Regions from separate parts of the Mus musculus genome. Here region 1 is linked to region 2. The links are chromatin contacts, called in public promoter capture Hi-C maps. All regions are on one chromosome and are shown on one strand. The core of a region is the stretch at or near the end of the contact, and the rest is flanking DNA. Distances in the headings are between cores, read along the strand shown.

Region 1 (4,306 bases), core at 52-2,551, 150 kb after region 2:
TTGATACTTTTGATACTCGGTATGTAGCCAAAACTGGCCTCAAACTCGTGTTCCTCTTGCGTCCTGAGTGAGTGCTGAGGTTACGGGCCAATGTCACCATGCACAGACAGTGGTTTGTTTTTGATAGTATTTAAATGTCCATTCCTGGTCATATTTATTTCTCGATCCCTTTTCTGTTTTGCCCAACAGAGTTGGGACCTGGTGCAACAAACACAGAACTACCTGAAACTGCTGCTTTTCATCATGAACAGAGATGGTAAGTCTCTCCTGGTGTCCCAAGCCTGCGAAGTGCTGGCTGGGAAGGGGGATCCTCTCTGTGAACCCCCCAAAGAGACTTTTTGGGCTGGCTTCTACCTGGAGTATGCCAAGAGCTTAAAAACACATTTGCTGCACAAGCTCAGTGAATTGGGTACTATGCTCAGGACCATGGAGGGAGAGGAGAGCAAAGTCCCATATGCAGTTCTCTGACCTGTGCACTCTTATGTGCACATACATGGTTATAATACAATTAAAAAGAGAACTTCAGCTAAGATGCTAGAAGTCAAGACAGATGTTCCCACCCACTCATTTCTAAGATGAGATTGGGGAATAAAATAACTTTGGACAGGAACCTGGGGAAGAGGGACACTAAGCTGGCCTGCACCAGGCTGGAGGCCTGGGGTTTTCAGCAGAACCCTATCTGGTTCTCTCACTTGGTGCTCCTGTTCCACAATAGATGACAGCGGGCTGCTGGTACACTGTATCTCAGGCTGGGACCGGACCCCCCTCTTCATCTCTCTTCTGCGCCTTTCCTTGTGGGCTGTGAGTATGAATGAGCTGGAGCGGGGAATATGCAGAGACCCTATTAGGTCTCCAATTGTCACGTTTAACACTGTTCTTGGTTGGGGGCTGGGGTAGGATAAGGGTGGTCCTGTCACCCAGTCTATGTTTTGGTTTGCTCCTGGAGCAAGGAGGCCCGCACTAGGAAGGCAGCTTTCTGAGCTTGCCACCCTTTGTCTCCCCCAGGATGGGCTAATTCACACATCCCTGAAGCCTGCTGAGATCCTCTACCTGACTGTGGCCTATGACTGGTTCCTCTTTGGGTAAGTCTTCAAGGAGGTGTGTGTGCATGGTGTATTAGCTTTTCTTATGAGGAACAGAGATAAGAAAACAGCTGGAGGAAAAAAGTTGGCTCTCTTTGGAAAGGATCAAAGATGTTGGCAGGCTTCATGTGATGCATTGGTGCCAAAGACTTGGTCTGTCTGTGGGTCACACGGCTCCTCAGCGCTGGGTTGTGCTTTGACCTTCTCACTCTTCTTTTTCAGACACATGTTGGTAGATCGGCTCAGCAAAGGGGAGGAGGTAAGGACCTCCGCACAGACATGGACTACACCTTAACACACAAGGCATTCATTCTGGTTGCCATGCTGGGAAGGCAGTTTCTCCACCCAGGATGCTTGGATGAGCTTACCATCCTCTTCCCTCAGGCAGTGTGGTGGGAAAGGCAAGAGCACAGACCGTGTGTGGGCCTCGGGCTCCCTTTGTACCACAGAGGGAGTTCTGGCCACAGTGGCTGTGACCATTTCAGGCTCCTCATCTTCCCTCTGCACTTGGCTCTGGAGCCAGTGTTCAAGTTGCTTTCCATGGCTCCATGCTCAAAGCTGAAACATGGAGTGCTTCTGTCCTCCATCCTGCCACTCAGAGTCCCTTCCCTTCTCCACGGTGGTCTGCACACCCAGGGTTCTGCCCACTTGTAGGCTGCCTCCAGGTCCTCCTTGTCCTTTCTTTTCAGTGTAGTCAGATTCCTCTTGCCATTTCTGTCTTGCCTCCTCTATCTTCTTTACCTGCTTGTAGTTCCCCCAGCATCAGATCTTAAGTTTGGCTTGAGTGTGTCTCGACTGGTCCTGCTCGTTGCCTAGGTGACCTTGAGCTTCACCTTGAGTCTCCTGGTTTCTCCCTGAGCTATACAGATGCATATCATGACAGTATTGGTTCTGTCTCCACCCACCCCTAGTGTCCAGAAGCATCCTTCTCTCCCTCCTGCTTCTGAGCTTGCTTTCTTCTTAGGCGTCTTATCTCCAGCTTTTCTTTTGTTGCTTCTGCCCAGCTGCTCATCTCCCTTCCAAATCTCTCTGAGCACTTACGCGTCTGCAGAGCTCATAAGCCTGCTCCTCAGAGGCCCCATGAACTCTGCCAGAGGCAGAGCCTTTGGCATTGAAATCTGGGCAGAAGGACTCTTTGTAGCCTCTTTGGAGATTTTGCTGGTGCTTTAGGACATTCTGTCCTCTACTCCATCTCCCTCCCCCGCCCACCAGAGCAAGCCAGATGCTCCCTTCAGAGAATAAGGGCAAAAATGAGACTGCGAAGACTGGGCTCTGAGTCCCACCCTGCAAGTCCCTCAGTGTATGCATAGGTCTTGCTACCTCTCCAGACTGCAGACACCTCTGTAATATAGCAAGCTAAAAACAGCTGCTAAGTGCCTCTTTACCCTGTCTTCTATCTTTGAGGTTCCCAGGGTACATTAGCACATTAAAAAGCTCTGGTGTCTGATGAAAACACCTGTGTCATTTTATATAATGCAGCATTTCCTACTGACCAGATCTGAGCAACCCTCTGCCTTTTTTTTTTTTTTTCCTCTTTTTTTTTTTTTTTAAAATGGAATCTTACAGGGCCCTGTGGGAATGTATGGGTGTTTCCCTGAGTCTCATGGGTTACACCTTTTGGGATCACTGGTTGATATATAGCCTGTTGTGTTGTGCAGGTTAAATAAACCAAAGCCTCTGGTATGTTTCTAGAGGCCACTGGACTAGGTCACTGGCTGGGATTTGCTCCTGGGAATGGGTTTGCTGCCAGTCAGTCTCTTGCCTGTATCCACTTCACAGTGAAGACCTGGGCCTCACAGTTTCAGCCAGAGCATGGCTGCCCTACCCCAGCTCTGATCCTGTATCTGGTGCACCCCTCCCTATGGAATGCCTTTCCTCTTCTGTCCTGCCTTATCCACTAATCCCCTTGCCCAAGATACTCTCCCTCCCAGCTGTCCCCCCTGTCAGTAGCTCTCCCTGGGCTTTAAGATGGAAGTGGGAACTGCTGTTATTTTCACTGTAAAAGCTGAGAATGTGCGTGTTGAAGATTTGAATTCTTTACCTTGGACCTCTGTGTTCTCAGAAAAGATGCACATTATATCTTCCCTACCCCCAGCTTATGGGCACCTGCCTAAAACCCTGCTGAGCCCTCTGTATCACCCACATCAGTCATAAATCAGATCTAGCAGGGTTCACAAAGAAGGTCATTCCCCAAAAGAGGCATTAACCTGAGAGCCAGTGGCGCTCTTCTGCATGTTCTTCTCCACTGGCCAAGGCTAACTTCTCACTGTGCTCTGCTTTTTCTCCTTCAGATTTTCTTCTTTTGCTTCAATTTTTTGAAGCATATCACCTCCGAAGAGTTCTGCCTGAAGACCCAGAGGTAAGTGGAGGGAGGCAAAGGACCACAGGGGCACTCCTCCACAGTGTGGAGCACTGCCGTTATCCCAGCCCTGTTACTAGAGCCGAGTGTCTGTGCTGAGGACCTAAATGAACAGGGAAGGAGTAGTCTCTCATGGGGGAAGAGCTGGTGATGCTATAGGAAGAAACAAGCCTGTGGACGGGAGGACTTGCCGTTCCTTGTTGTTGAGCCCTGTAGTAGGCCATCTGTGAGTGGGATGCAGCTCAGAAGTAGGGTGCCTGCCTACCATGCTGCAGGCCCTGAGTTCAAGCTTTGGTACCATAAAAAAAGAAAAAATTCACAATATGACCCTATAACAACTGAATCATACTCAGTTGGGCATCATGGTGCACACTGTTAGTCCCAGAATTTGGCAGGCAGATCAACCAGCCTGATCATCTGCACAGTGGAGCAGAAATCTGCTTCCAGCCTGGAGAACAGTCTTGTATGTCTGGCAGTTGCTCTGGAACTCCAGTGAGAACTTGGATCCTGCGAGTTGACTTGTCTTTACCCAAATTTACACTTGTTGGGTCATAGTTGTGTCCCAAATGGCCAAGATGGTAAGGAAAAGCAGGCTGTGTTGACTTCTGTCTGGCACATGTGGCTGGCAGAGCCAAACTGGTAGATCCTGGAAGTGGGCCTGTTAGTTGGCAGACTCTGTTGGTAGGGCCCATTCCATGAGATGCCAGGATTTGGAACTGTTGTTCAGGCTGGGCAAAGTCAGGAGGAGAGAACATAGAAAACTCCAGCTACAGCTGAAATGTCCTGCTTGGGGTTGTCATTCTAGGAGGAAGAGTTTGCCAACTCGGGATGCAGGCTTCACTGTGGAAGATATCTGCATGTTGAG
Region 2 (3,923 bases), core at 1,043-3,542:
GAAGGAGGCCAAGCTTACCTATGCTCAGGTTACGCAGGTTCAGGTCTGTTGTCTTCATTGCTTTCAGAGCAAGCCGAAATAAGACAGTAGGAGTCCACTGCAAAGAAAATCTGCTTACCTCATTGCTACCAGGAAGCTGAGAGGAAAAAAAGCCAAGAGGCCAAAGATGGAAGAGTATATTCTATACTTTTCCATGGCACCCAGTGGCTTGCTTCCTCCAAGAAGGCGCAGTTCCTGGGGTCTCCACAACCTCCCAATAGCACTTACCACATGAGTTCTGAGCCTTTAACTGAACTTGAGCCTTTGGGGCACATTCATATCCAAACTGTAGTAATTTTTTTTTTGTCAGATTGATTAAAAACATTTGCTAATTGTGTTCATTTGTGCTTAGAAAAAATTTAATGACAATTTACTTTGGTTTTGAGCTCTGAATGTAGGACAGAAATTGCTTGTCGTTGCTTTATGCACTAAAATGTGTTGAGGTAGCTCACCTATTTTAAAACATTTAGTTTTAAATTTCTGCTATAACTGTTTACTATATTTAAAATAATTTTAATTTTTTTTATCTTAAAGTTTAGTGATGCATATGCTATCTTAATAATACTTTGAATAAATTCTTATAAACCCTACTAATTTTACTTTTGAAATAGCTTCTGGTTGATGCTTTTTTTATTGTTGTTTTTAATACTTTTCTACCCCCAGACTCGAGAAGACCGAAAGGTTGAAGCCATCATGCATGCTTTTGAATCTTTAGAGAAGAGAAAGAAACGGCGGGATCAGCCTGTAGAACAGAGCAGCTCGGACATAGAGATTACTACTAGCAGTTCAGAGATAGTAGTTGGAGAAGAGACAAAAACTGCAGCCCCTGAGTCTGAAGTTAGCAGCCCTGTTTCAAATGTTGCTATCCCAAGCACCCCACAGAGCACTGGTGTGAATACTCGGAGGTCCTCCCATGCTGGGGTAAGAGGGAAAGCTCTGAAAAGTCCTGCGTATGCTAATGTCAGTTGTCTTTTTCTATAGTGGTAGAAGTTAGTATTTTCAACGTTGCTCTGTATCAGAATAAGCAAAGCTATTTTGATCTCAACAGCTGGTTTGTGGGATGCAGAGAGACAGGTGAGGTCAACATTTGAATGACAAAGTCCCTTAGCACTTAAGTGTCTCCCAGATAAGTTCATAGAATCCTTTGGTTTGGGAGAATGCATACTGAGCACGAAGGCTTCACCTAGCTCAGTCTCCATCTCTAAGGGAAGAAACCAAATCTTTGGGTTTCTCTCACTGATTCTCTGAATAGCTCAGGTACATGACTGACCTTCCAGGGCCTTCTCAGGACTAGTGTTTAACATAGGACTTCTGGGTGTAGAAAAGAAACAAGAATTATCTTGCCTAAGAACCTTAATATTAGGTACCTAGCTTTAATTGGCTTTTGACCTATTTTATTTTATACATGTTTGTTAGAAATAGAATTAACTAAGGCAGATGTTTGTCTATGGTCTATTTAGGTAATAAAGTCTATAAAATTTTGTATTTTTTTTAATTTGTTTTGTGACAGGGTCTTCCCATATAGTCCTCCTGGCTGGCCTGAAACTTGCTTTGTAGATCAGATTAACCTTAAATTCACAGGGGTCTACCTGCCTCTGCCCTCTCTACCTCTGATTCCACCTCCTGAATGCTGAGATTAAAGATAGGTGACGTGGTGCCAAGTTCAGATTTATTTATTTTTATATTTATGTGTGAACAGACAGACACACACCTTCTTACATGTATGTATGTGTATCATGTATGTACCCTACCCACAGAGGCTAGAAGATGGGATTGGATCCCCATCTAAAACTAAAACTCCTAGTTAGAGGACTTTGTGAACACTAAAAACTGAACCCCAGTCTTTGCTGCAAGAGCACCAAGTGGTGTTAATTGGGGATTAATCTTCCAGCCTTAAGGATTAATTGAAAATCATTTAGAATGCTTTAAATAGATAGAAAACTAAGAAACAGGTAAGACATTTCTGATGCTAGGTGAGAGGAGCCTTGTCTAATCCTAGTACTCAGCAAACTAAGGCAACCTGGGAGATCCTGTCTGCAAAGGAGAAGAGAATTTTCTAGTAAACATTTGGCCTTGATATTGTTACAGGATGTAGCTGCAGAAAAGCCAATCCCTAAACCACCTCCAGCTAAGCCTTCTAGACCCCGACCGAAAAGTAGAATTTCTCGGTACCGGACCAGTTCAGCCCAAAGACTAAAACGCCAGAAGCAGGCCATTGCACAACAGGCAGAACTGTCGCAAGCTGCCTTGGAAGAAGGAGGAAGTAACAACTCAGTAACTCCTCCTGAAGCTGGAAATACAGACAGTTCAGGAGAGAACAGACAGCTAACAGGGTCTGACCCAACTGTGATATCAGTTACTGGATCCCATGTCAACCGTGCTGCATCTAAATACCCCAAAACCAAAAAGGTAAGCGACGATATAAATTTCATATGGTAAGGAGTATCACGCTAAAGCAAGAGGGCCTATAATCCCCAAGGAAGAAGTAACCTTAGAATTATTAGATTGAACATTTTACGTAAAAAGTTGTTTGTGCTGGAAGCTGAAACCATCCTACTTATTTTTGTTCACTTGATTTTAGACAGAATTTAAATCACTGGTAAAACACTATTTTTATCTGTCTTTGTGAGCATGGAAAATGTAAAGGAAAGATACCTTATACTCTGAATGCTCAGCTCATCTTCACTGTGGTTGCTGATCTGTTCTAGTTTTAGTTGAAGTTTGATTTGTGAACTACACTACTGCTTCTGGCAGCTGTTACAAATGCAGTGATAACTAATGGTTTTTGTTTTGTTTTGTTTTTTTAAACCTTTAGTATCTAGTTACAGAATGGTTAAATGACAAGGCAGAGAAGCAAGAATGCCCTGTTGAGTGTCCTTTGCGTATCACCACTGACCCAACTGTGTTGGCAACAACCCTGAACATGCTACCAGGTCTTATTCATTCCCCATTAATTTGTACCACCCCCAAACACTACATTCGCTTTGGCTCACCCTTTATGCCTGAGAGGCGTCGAAGGCCCCTTCTGCCTGATGGCACATTCAGCTCCTGTAAGAAGGTATGTGCCTTTCTGTCTGTCTCTATCTATCTATCTGTCTATCTGTCTATCTCCCCCTCTACCCCCCACCCCCTCCCCGTGTGTGTCTGTGTGTGTATACCTGCCCATGAATGAAAATATGTTTAATACTGTAGGGTGCATATAGTTGTAGTATATTTTACATAATTGTCTAGATAATTCGAGAATCTCTAGATAACTTTGTGAGTTTATATTGTGTTGTTAAACATGGAAGTAGACTCTTTAGAAGTCACTGTGGTCAAGTTGGAATGTATACAGCATTTTTGGTGCTCAAACTTGTGACTGTTTACCTGTCCATACCTAGAAGCTTTTCACATTACTGAGAGCACAAGGCAATTGATGGGATGGATGTGTTTTGTATATGCTTTTGTGATACTGGTTAGCATGGTAATTTGTGACTATTGTATGATGTTGGACCCCAAATAATTAGAGAACAGTTATATTCATAAAAGCAGATAAGATTGTCGTTGTAACTATATAATCAATTACTATTATTTCTTAAAGGAGTTTAGACAAAAAATTATCTTAGAATTTTATTGGACAATAAAAAGACTTATTCCCTGCCTTTCTGGGACTCTAGTTGTTTTGGGTCTAGCACCAGCAATGTTTGGTAGTTGTTTTGGGAATGCACTTTATTAATTCCCACATTTGTACACATGTTCCAAGGGTGTCTTGGGAATAGATTGTTCTTCAAGCCTATAATGCTCTTCAATGTTTTCAGAAACACAGAACACACTTTATCAGGTCTTCCTTTAGGTAGGGTTCTTTTCCCTGGACCACCCTTTTCTCTGATCCTCAGATCAGGATT

The links. Capture Hi-C pulls out chosen DNA fragments and counts their contacts.
Region 1: a contact with region 2 is called in a promoter capture Hi-C map of adipose tissue. The contact joins two enhancer-like sites. A contact is called at or near these places in 6 of 39 promoter capture datasets (the C10 cell line, the HPC-7 cell line, cranial neural crest and 3 more), 1 of 15 datasets of contacts at CTCF or cohesin (the NIH/3T3 cell line), 16 of 484 Hi-C or Micro-C datasets (the AML12 cell line, B cells, the C10 cell line and 13 more), 1 of 115 datasets of contacts at active chromatin or transcription factors (embryonic stem cells) and 3 of 9 other capture datasets (adipose tissue, liver and pancreatic islet).

What each region holds. Positions count from the first base shown.
Region 1 is chr6:113,265,255-113,269,560 of GRCm38.p6, forward strand. Mtmr14 (myotubularin related protein 14) reads left to right here. Exons shown (of 19, transcript NM_026849.2): 10 at 190-256; 11 at 716-801; 12 at 1,006-1,082; 13 at 1,305-1,341; 14 at 3,374-3,441; 15 at 4,247-4,305. Among named protein-coding and RNA genes, the nearest start is that of Cpne9, 15 kb to the right of the region's middle. Within about 2 kb of position 1,302, at least 16 of the 459 cell types and tissues checked have an H3K27ac peak or open chromatin away from gene starts, as enhancers often do. A contact at or near this core is called in adipose tissue, where this site is marked.
Region 2 is chr6:113,118,714-113,122,636 of GRCm38.p6, forward strand. It overlaps Setd5 (SET domain containing 5), which reads left to right. Exons shown (of 22, transcript NM_028385.1): 13 at 703-960; 14 at 2,128-2,448; 15 at 2,855-3,097. Among named protein-coding and RNA genes, the nearest start is that of Setd5, 43 kb to the left of the region's middle. Within about 2 kb of position 2,293, at least 13 of the 459 cell types and tissues checked have an H3K27ac peak or open chromatin away from gene starts, as enhancers often do. A contact at or near this core is called in adipose tissue, where this site is marked.